Linked DNA regions of Sus scrofa: regions 2 and 3 are each linked to region 1. The links are chromatin contacts, called in public HiChIP or PLAC-seq maps. All regions are on one chromosome and are shown on one strand. Each heading gives the region's core, a stretch centred on a gene start, on an enhancer-like site or on the middle of the called end of the contact. The rest is flanking DNA. Distances are from core to core; before and after follow the strand shown. Region 1 overlaps MGAT5 (alpha-1,6-mannosylglycoprotein 6-beta-N-acetylglucosaminyltransferase A). Region 2 overlaps MGAT5 (alpha-1,6-mannosylglycoprotein 6-beta-N-acetylglucosaminyltransferase A). Region 3 overlaps MGAT5 (alpha-1,6-mannosylglycoprotein 6-beta-N-acetylglucosaminyltransferase A).

What was found. HiChIP or PLAC-seq counts read pairs in DNA pulled down with a chosen protein or histone mark.
Region 2: an H3K27ac HiChIP or PLAC-seq map of alveolar macrophages shows a contact between it and region 1. The contact joins two enhancer-like sites. A contact is called at or near these places in 2 of 2 datasets of contacts at active chromatin or transcription factors (alveolar macrophages and skeletal muscle).
Region 3: a contact with region 1 is called in an H3K27ac HiChIP or PLAC-seq map of alveolar macrophages. The contact joins two enhancer-like sites. A contact is called at or near these places in 2 of 2 datasets of contacts at active chromatin or transcription factors (alveolar macrophages and skeletal muscle).

The regions. Positions count from the first base shown.
Region 1 is chr15:17,783,860-17,787,081 of Sscrofa11.1, reverse strand. The region is part of intron 1 of MGAT5 (alpha-1,6-mannosylglycoprotein 6-beta-N-acetylglucosaminyltransferase A); the gene reads left to right. Among named protein-coding and RNA genes, the nearest start is that of MGAT5, 130 kb to the left of the region's middle. Within about 2 kb of position 1,936, at least 6 of the 83 cell types and tissues checked have an H3K27ac peak or open chromatin away from gene starts, as enhancers often do. A contact at or near this core is called in alveolar macrophages, where this site is marked.
Region 2 is chr15:17,647,305-17,650,665 of Sscrofa11.1, reverse strand. All of the region lies in intron 10 of MGAT5 (alpha-1,6-mannosylglycoprotein 6-beta-N-acetylglucosaminyltransferase A), which reads left to right. Among named protein-coding and RNA genes, the nearest start is that of MGAT5, 270 kb to the left of the region's middle. Within about 2 kb of position 1,570, at least 14 of the 83 cell types and tissues checked have an H3K27ac peak or open chromatin away from gene starts, as enhancers often do. A contact at or near this core is called in alveolar macrophages, where this site is marked.
Region 3 is chr15:17,599,976-17,602,907 of Sscrofa11.1, reverse strand. All of the region lies in intron 11 of MGAT5 (alpha-1,6-mannosylglycoprotein 6-beta-N-acetylglucosaminyltransferase A), which reads left to right. Among named protein-coding and RNA genes, the nearest start is that of MGAT5, 320 kb to the left of the region's middle. Within about 2 kb of position 1,502, at least 12 of the 83 cell types and tissues checked have an H3K27ac peak or open chromatin away from gene starts, as enhancers often do. A contact at or near this core is called in alveolar macrophages, where this site is marked.

The sequences.
Region 1 (3,222 bases), core at 687-3,186:
CTGATTTGACCTCTTCAGGTTTCTACCCACCATGACGGCCACCCTGTCGAGGCCTTGATCTGACTCCATCCTCACCCGGAATGGCATGGGCCTCCTTCCCCACTGGGCTCCTAGGCTCCAGCTGTATCCTCTTCAACCCTCTACCCTGCAGCCAAGATCAAATATGGCGGTCCCTCCACTCTTCAAAATCTCCAGTGATTTACACTGAATGGGGTTCTCATTGAACAGGGGAGGTTTTCCAGAAACATCTGTGGACTCTTTTCAAAGTATTTAGGTGTAAGTCCCATCCTGGACTCATAAGTAGAAAGGGGGCACTTGCAATGGGGTTTGACTTGTGTATTATGAAAAATATCCCCAAACAGGAAGAAACTCCGTAAGTAACACTTTAAAAGGCAACTTTTTATTTTGAAATAATTATTTAACAGGAAGTTGCAGAAAGACTATTCACAGTTTTGTGGACCCAACTTCCCCTTATGGTGTCATCTTATGTGTTCTAGAATAATATCAAAACCTAGAAATTGACTACAGACCTAAGTAATGCTTTTTAATGCCCATTTCTCTTGTCAGGTTAGAATGTCACACTTCCTGTTACGTGGATTCTTGGATTATTTCTTGACTTCATGTGGAGATATTTGAGAATGGCATGGCCATTCCCGAGTCTGTGAGTGTTGAGGAAGTGGTGGTAGTATTTGTCGTAGGTGAGTGTCTATAGGATTTTGATAGCTACTGCTTGTTTCCCCTTGCAAAGTGGATTATACCCCACAGAGCTTGCCAAGAATAAATTTGAGCTGTGTAATTTTATCCAGTGACCTAAGGTCAAACTTTCTTATGTAAAAAGTCAGAACTGCCGTAACAGGTTTCATGCTAGTACAACGGTGGCCGTTTATTCTTATATCTAAGATACAGTTAGCTTAAAATGATGTCCGTGTGAATTGTTTCCCAGGCATGCATAAATCTTGCTTTGTTTTATCTTGTTTAGATTGTAAAACATAAGGGCCCAGGGCTTGTTTTTTTTTTTTTTTGGTCTTGTTTTGGTTGTAATTTTAACTACAGCATCTACAGGGGACTGGCTCTATGCTGTGAATCATAAAGTAGAGTTTTGCTCTGAGAGATGGCATGTTACTCGGGGTTGTAATGAATTCAGGGGAACGGATTTCAGACTTTGAGGTGCTGACCTAGGAAATTCTTTGAAGCGTGATGTTTACCAACACTGGGAGTCGGGCTTGCTGCTTTCCTCATCAAAACTGGACGGGCTAGAAAAATCCTTTGTGTCAGTTGTGGTGACATTTTGCTGACACTTGCCTCCACTTTCTGTGTCTCACACAGCTTTGCTTGCATCTTTTGAGAAAGGGGACTTGGGGGGCGGTAAGAAAACCACTGTCTGATTCAGAATAAAACTAGGTCAGGAAGGCTGGTTGTATTTTTTTAAATCAGACAGTAGCAGGAGATCCCCCAGCTGACCGTGGAGGCCTGACAGGAGACCTGGGGATCGTTCAGAAACAGCCATCACTCATTAAGGGCCAGGCCCTTGGCAAACTGAAACCCTGGAAGGTAGAAAGTATCACAGATCAAGAAGCTGGATCTCCATTTGCATTGCTTCCCAAAGGGAGGGGCTCATGGCCAATTCATGTCAGTGCTAGATTTGAACCCAGATCTTATTGCCACACCAGATTGCCTCGCCGTCCACGCAAAACACTCTGGATTCAGCTCCGACGCTCTTGAGTAATTCCCAAGCAGGCATCTGCGAGAGGCTGCAAAGACTGACTTCTTTCACGGCTGAGAGCCTGCCTTCTGAGTGGAGAATTCAGAACACACTGGATGCCATGTCCCTTGATGCTGGGTAATCACCTCATTAGGGCAAGAGGGAGCTTTTGTGGGTCCGAGGAGAGAAGGAAGCAGCTGAAAGTCACTCATCTGATTCATTCTTTGTGTTACTCAAGCTTTCTGTCAGTGAAGTGGTGAAGCAGTTACTAGGGGCTGAGAAGGAAGCTCTGATGGATGGTCAAGGCCTTGGGTTTTTAGATTCCCAGAGCAGTGATGCCTGGGCTTTACCACACCAGCGAGCTTCTCTCTTGACCAAGGAGCCACGAGGACTTTTCCCAACAAATATCAAGTACTTTATTTGCAGGATTTGAATCCCTTCCTTCAAGGAGTTTGAATCTTAACAGGGAGCAACCCATGAAGCTAGAATGTGTATATGTATCAGGAATTCCAGGTTGATGGGAGTGCCTGCATAGGGGACAGTGGTGTGGCTCTGACCTTCTTCTAGGGAGACCAACCATCCCACTTTGCCTTGGTTTCCCAGGACAGGGGACTTCAATGCCAATACCAAGAGAGATGTGGTCACCCCACCTTGAGTAGTCTTTGTGGTCCTGGGCAGGTCTGTTAGCTTTTCTAGATCCCGGGTTCTGCATCTGTCTTTCTAGATGACTTTTGACTTCCCTTCTATGTTCTTAGGCTTGGCAATTAGGTGTGGCTAATCCACAAACTTGTATTGGGTAGAGCATGTGAGCGAGAAGCTAGAGCTCTGAAGCCTTCGATAGTGATGATCAGAAATCAGTATTTGATTGAGAGCAATAGTGGCTACTGTTTAGAAAGTCAAGAATGGCTCTGTAATTAGGATAAAGTAACAGACACCTGTAATCAGGTAGCCTGAGCAGGTGAGCAAGACTGTAAATGCCTTTGAACTTGAGTCACCCAGAACATTTTTTCTAAAGGGAAATCTGTGCAGACATTGATAGAGAGATTTGTCCCGGGACTCTGGGTTTCTGGCTTCTCTGGAAAGATTGGAACATCTGACCATCCCTAGAATGTCTTCGCTCAGCTTTTCCAAGTTTGGAGCTGCAAAGTGGCTGCCACCTCTAGATGGGTCTGTGGTTCCTCATGGCCCCCTTCCTCCTTCATCTTCCACCTTCTCCCCTCAGACTTGTTTTACTTCTATTTTCCTCTTTGCTCACTTTGATTATCTGTCTGGTAAGGTGGACACTTGAGCTCAGTCATGCTTAGAATTTGGGGATATGCTTAAAATTACACTGGTTTCCTGGCCTTACCCAGATCAGTTGAATTATCATCTTGCGGAGGTGGGTGGGCTGGCATTTGTCATTAAAAAGTCTCCCCAGTTGGATTTTTTTTTTTTTTAAGGGCCACAAGTGCGGCATATGGAAGTTCCCAGACTAGGCCTACGCCACAGCCACAGCCACGCTAGATCTGAGCCACATCAGC
Region 2 (3,361 bases), core at 321-2,820, 140 kb after region 1:
AAAGCATCCCAGAGCAAAATTTTATTATTTCCTTGAAAACTCTATTTAAATGGCTTCCTCCATCTTTCTAATCAAACTGAAACCCACACACACCTCTATTACAAAAGCAGGGAACTCCTCCCCCATGGAAAAAGGCTCTCATACCCTAATGTAAGCCTTACCGTCTTCATTAGGGGTACGTTTTCATATGGTTGTAACGTACATACTAAAATTTCGTATCTGCTTTTTTCCCACTTAATGTAGCAGAAGAACTTTTCAAGGTTCTACTTTTAAAACCACTGTTTTCAAAGGTGTTTTATAGTCTGTCAAGTGGACCTTGTATTTATTTGGGGAGACTTTTGCTGTTTCTTGTTGAGAATTAATTCTGGATTTTTCTGGGCTTTCCAGGGATTTGGCTTGACCCTGTTTTTAGGCACTATATCAGTTGGCCTTTAGTCAGCTGTGCATACCACTTTTTCTAAACTCCTAAAGGCATTCTTTTTTTATTTTTTCTCAGTCTCCAACAAGGTGATTATCCCTCAGTAAACAAATGAAAGGAATCTGCCTACACAGGAAAAAAAAAAAAAAAAATAGAGATGACATCTGCCTATAACATTTTCAAGAGAAAATAAAACCCTGAAGTTGGTATCTTGCACCTTGAATTATCCTGTGTTTGCATAGTTCTCATCATTTGCATGGCGCCCTCTTGCACAACTTCATCTGACTTATGTAAAAACATCAGCCGTGATGAAACATCTCTATTTTATTGTGTTATTTCCTCTCTTGCCCTGGAGACTGTGGCTGAACGTAGCAATCCCAGAGACGACCAGATTCCTCATTCCCGGTTTCAGGCACCTTGAATCTCAAATTTATATTTACCTCCAAGCGTTGAAAAGTTTCAGTAACCTTCATTTGTCTGCTTAGCAGCCTCCCTGTTCGTATCACTGTCGTGGAACATTTCCGACACTCTCAGCAAAGTCTGATTGGATTGGTTTATTTCCACTTAAGCTATTTTTAAGTACTCTTGAGGATTTGCCTTCTGGGTGCTCACATTGTATAGTTATAGTCCAGACCGGGGGACATTCAGTATTTCTTGGCACATGGAAATTTGGGAGTTGAGCAAGGAGCAGTTGGGGGTTCTGAAGTGTTCGTTCAGAGCCTCCCTGTTTCACCCCCAGCCCCTTTCCTTTTGTTACAGCATCTTGCCCCTGCTGGCTCCTCTGATGTTGTCCTGCCTCCTCTCCGTGTTTAGATGTCTCCCTGGGTACCAGGTCCTCTCTGATACCCAGGCCATGGCATGCACTGTTCCCTGTCTATAGCCCCATCCCTCGTTCCCCACCACCTCCTTGCCCACCCTGCAGGGAGGTGTCCTGTCCTCCGGAAAGCCCTCCTTCCAGGAGCCATGCACCCCTGTCCCAGCTTGGGGCCCACTTTGTGATTTTCACCAGCGTGGTCACTGCTGAATCTTTAGGACTTGCAGTTGTAATGTCACTGGTGATTAATATTTTTGGCATTAGTAAAGAAAGAACAAATAGACCCAACTACAGAATGAAGTTGAGTTCATGAAAATATAAATCACATTGTCACCCACCATGATGTGGCCTCTGGCTGAAAGAAAGATGAGTCACCCCAGTAGCCTCAAGGCCTGGTGTGGTCGGGTCCTGCTACCCCGACCTCAGCTCTTACTGCACATCTTCTTGCTCCCTAACCTCTAACCTCCTTACTGTTTCTTAGGTGGGCCAGGCACACTCCTACGAAGCACCTTTGCATTGGTGGTTCCACCTTCTGGAATATTCCTCTCTTCCTCCTTCAGGACTTACTTTAACTCAAATGTCACTTTAATGAAACTAACCTTGACACCTCCCCCCACATACACACACCTTTTTTTTTTAAATTTAACCCCTTTCTCTCCCAAATTCTCAGGCCTCTTGCCTGCTTTATTTTCCTCTGTAGCTGTATTACCATGCAGCATTTATGTTCCATGGACTATTATTTTCTCTTTTTCTCCACTGGAATTGGAAATAATATTAGTAGGGGTCCTGTCTGTTTTGTTCATTGCTGAGACTCCAACATTTTGAAGAATGTCTGGCACAGAGTAGGCATTCAGAAAATATTTACAGACTGAATTAAATTAAATTGAATGATAATGCCTGTCCTGTTTTCAGTCCACGAAGCAATGTAGGGAAGGGAAGAAGGGCACAAATCTAAGTTTACAGAAGCTTCTTGGAGCCAACGGCCTCAGGTTACTCCCCCTTTGTCTTCCCATAGGGTTTAGTCTCATGATTGTGTTTTCACAAGGGGTTGTTTTCATTGACATTCTAACTCTTTGAACTTCTTCAAGGATTTGGGGTTCACAGTCATGTTTACTAAGTGCAATCAGATCAAAATAGTGGCTTGTAGACCCCAAATTTTGTCTGACAGAACAGAATTTTAGAAATGAGCCAGTCCTTTTTCATGCCAGAAACAAAGGTGTTGGTCTTAGCTGAGGATCTCTGGCTTCCGTGTATGACTTTATTTTTAGGGCCTGACAAGCCAAAGAGCTATTTGTGATTCAAACCGCCTTTTTGGCCTTTAACTTGGATCAGGAAGGCTTTTGCCTTTTATTTCTGTGCAGACCAGTGAGTAATAGGATCAACCTTGCAACTCCTTCAGTCTGAGCCTCAGCCTTCAGGAGTGACATTCTTCTAAAGAGTCCATTCCTTCCTAAATTGCTTTTTGACACTTGAAAAATTTACCCTGGTGTACCTTCTGTCAACAGTTCAGACACTCATCTTTTCAGCTCAACTGTACATAATAGTTTCCCCTGCCTGTATCCCAGCCTCCTGCTTCTCAAAGAGCCCAGCATCATTACCACTGGGTGGAAAAAAAGTCACTTTTGATGAAATTTGACGCATAACATCACAACGGTACAGTGTTTGAAATGGAATTGTTTCTTGTGTGATGTAACTTTATTTTTTGGTAGTTTTTTCTGTCATGCTGGTTCTGTCATCATCAGAATCGGCATCAACATTGTGAAAGCCATGAACGGCATTCTTCCCTGTTTGTTTAAAAAAAAAAAATTGAAATATAAAGAAAGTGAAAGAAATGTGAAATAGAAACCTACAGCCTAGACTCCACAATTAACAGTGTGCTTTATCTTTCTGTGACCTACCAGTCCATTGTCTATATTTTCTCTATCCATCAATCCAACTTTTCTTTTATGTATAAAAGAACCCTTAACCCTTAGATGTTTTGGTTTGACACCATTAACTAGAGTTCAGTATTAATCACCAAACCAATTATGTTTATTTTATGTACAACACTCAATTTTTTTGCCTACTTTCTTTCTCCCCAACTGAGTACAAGCTCAATGAGGGGCACTTTATCCAGGTTTCTCTTGTTC
Region 3 (2,932 bases), core at 253-2,752, 180 kb after region 1:
GGAGCACCTGCTCTGTGCCAGACCTCTGCACACACAGTGTCCTGCCCTTGTGAGTTCACAGTCCCGCGGGGTGGAGACACACAGTGACAACTCGGCCCGAAGGGACCTCTCAGGAAAATACCTAGGACAGCGAGGAGGCAGCCGCTCACTTCACGTGGGTGAGCCCAGGACTTGTAAAGGATGAGGGGAGAAGGCGTCCAGGCAGGAGACAAAATGAGGGAGGAAGGAAGGGCATCTCAGGAAGGCCATGGTAGGCCAGATACACCCAAGAGGAGGGGGGATTTGAGAATGCAGAGTAAATGCAGGTGGGCCTTAAGCAAAGGAGGAGAGGATGTGGCAGGAGGTGATGTTCGAGGGCCCTTCACAGCCCAGGTTGTGAAAACCCGTCGTGTGTGCTTAGCCGAGGAGGTGGTCTCTCATTGCTTTTGAAAACTTTAATAAAGGGCAACCAAATCTTCCCTTCTGGAAACTGTGGCACCGGAGAGGGTGGGTTGAAAGGGCTGTAAGCCAGGAAACAGTGTCTTAGCCCAGAGTTCTAGAAAGCCGGGCCTGAGGCAAAGATGGAAGTATGACTGCTTCTGGGGGAAGGAGGTGCAAGCCCAGAGCAGTGAGGATGAGGAGAGGCAGGGAGGCCAGTAGAAGTAGGAGATGATGTGATGGGGACTGGCCACTCTGGCTCCTGCTTCACCAGGAGCTGCACAGACACAGCCTGGGTGCTGGGTGCTCTAGAACCCCTGGAAGCTTTGCAAGGAGAGACTGACTCTACTTGGCATAGACAGTAGAAGAGAAAAAAGAGGCTCCCTCCTGTTTCCCACTTCTCTCTGGCCCTGGTTCATGGCACAGGGACCTGGTATCCCGTTCCTCTGGGATGCTGTTCCAGGATGGAGACCTGTGCCTCCCCAAGCCATGCCCTTCACCCCTCGGGTACCTGCTTCCCAGTCTGAGAGTAGAGGGCAGCCTGGCTCATGGGAGCACCTGCTGAGAAAGGGAAAGAAGAGCCGTCAGTCTGGGAAGGCTCAGGGGTGTCACCATTCAGACAGGGAGCCCCACCCTGAGGCTGTGAGCAGTCCAAGCAGGGTGGGGTGGTGCCAGCGTGGATGGAGGAGGCTGGCCTGGCAAAAGACAAGATCTTCACGCAATAGAATCGACAAACCCAACCCCAACCTTTCCAGGACTTATACTTGAGTAGCAGTTAGTAAAGTGGCCAGTTTGGGGCAAGGCATTCTCTATGGCCTTGTGTTTCCTAAGGAAAATATATGATTCATCACTGAATAGTTGTTCTCAAGCTATGGAATAAACCAACTTCTGTGTTTGTCAAAGAAGAAGAGGAAGCTACTGTTTTAAAAATGGTTAAAAACTCATGATGGTCAAAATGAAGAAGCTGATCACAAGTGTACTCGTCCACGTTCTTTCTGTTGAAGTGGCAGAAGCTCAGCTTTCCTCACTTGGAACTGGGAAACTCTCAGGACCCAGGGGAAGGCAGGCACGCACCAGACAGAGATCTACCGGGAACTGTGGACCAAGCCCCGGCCGGGACCTGCACCCTCTCACACTTGGCTTCCTCTCTGTGAGGACTTTCTCTTTTTCTGTCTGGAGCCTGACCTCCAGGTGGCGGGACTGCTGCTGGCTTCCACAGCCAGGTTTCTAACCCTCCGCTTTGGCTCTGGGGAGGATTGGCTCTTCGCATCCATCCAGCCCTCCCTGGGGAGGACGCCCACGGGGCCAGCGCTCACCAGGTACTCTCCACGGACTAACCAACTCTGGGCAGGGCTGCAGAATTATTATGTTTTAAATGGGAAGTCACAAGGGCCCCAAGGATGAAGGGAAGTAGGGTCCAGGAGACCAGTGTGTGTATCTGCTATGGGGCACAGGGAGCAGGGATGTTGACTGGGGGGCGGGGGGTGCATAACATCCACTGCACCCTAAAGCTGAGAACACTGCCATTCACCAAAGAATCTTCCCATACCCCCGATTCACCAGCTGGAAAAGAAAAGGCTCCTCATTCTGCAGTTCTGCCTTCTGCCTCCCCCTGGCTAAAGTCATGTGCACATGTGGCTAGATTGAATTGTTTTCCTAAAGCTCTCTGTTCAAGCTCTGAGTATCTCGTGACCAGTTCTGCAAACAGAGCTGCCTCCAGCTACAATCACAGGCCCCGCTGAAGAAACAGGGAAAGCCCTGCTCCTTTGCTGCAGCCTGTTCTCTCCTTTGCCTTGTCTTCCCTTTCCCCACCTCCTGATGAGTTAACATAGATTGAAATTTTAATCAGTTTGAGGGTTTTTTTTTAATGGGAATTTAAATTGAAGTGGAAACCAAGAGCATTAAGGGGTTGCAAGCTGCTGGCTGAGACCTCTGGAGACAGGTCTCATCCCCGAGACAGAGGAGGTGGCACGCTGCAGGGTGATGACCCCATGCAAGCCCCCTTTGGCTGTGTCTCAATAAATCTTAGGTGATAGGGTTTATGGAATAGAGAAATTCCTTCATCCTTAGTTTCTTAAGTCAGAGAAGGAAAAGGCTTTCTAGGGAGTGATATTGCTCCAATTCTTGGATCAACAAGACTCCTAGTTCCAGGGTGTCACCTTGACTCTGGGCCTCAGTGTCCAAAATCAGGAGGAGGAGTTCCCATCATGGTGCAGCGGAAACAAATCTGTCTAGGAACCACGAGGTTGTGGGTTTGATCCCTGGCTTCGCTCATTGGGTTCAGGATCCAGCATTGCCGTGAGCTATGCTGTAGGTTGCAGACGTGGCTCGGATCTGGCATTGCTGTGGCTGTGTTATAGGCTGGCAGCTGTAGCTACTATTAGACCCCTAGCCTGGGAACCTCCATATGCCATGTGAGAAGCCCTGAAAAGACAGAACACACACACACACACACACACACACACACACACAATCGGGAGGAGAGGGGTCTGCTGGGAAATACCCTCACCCCTGC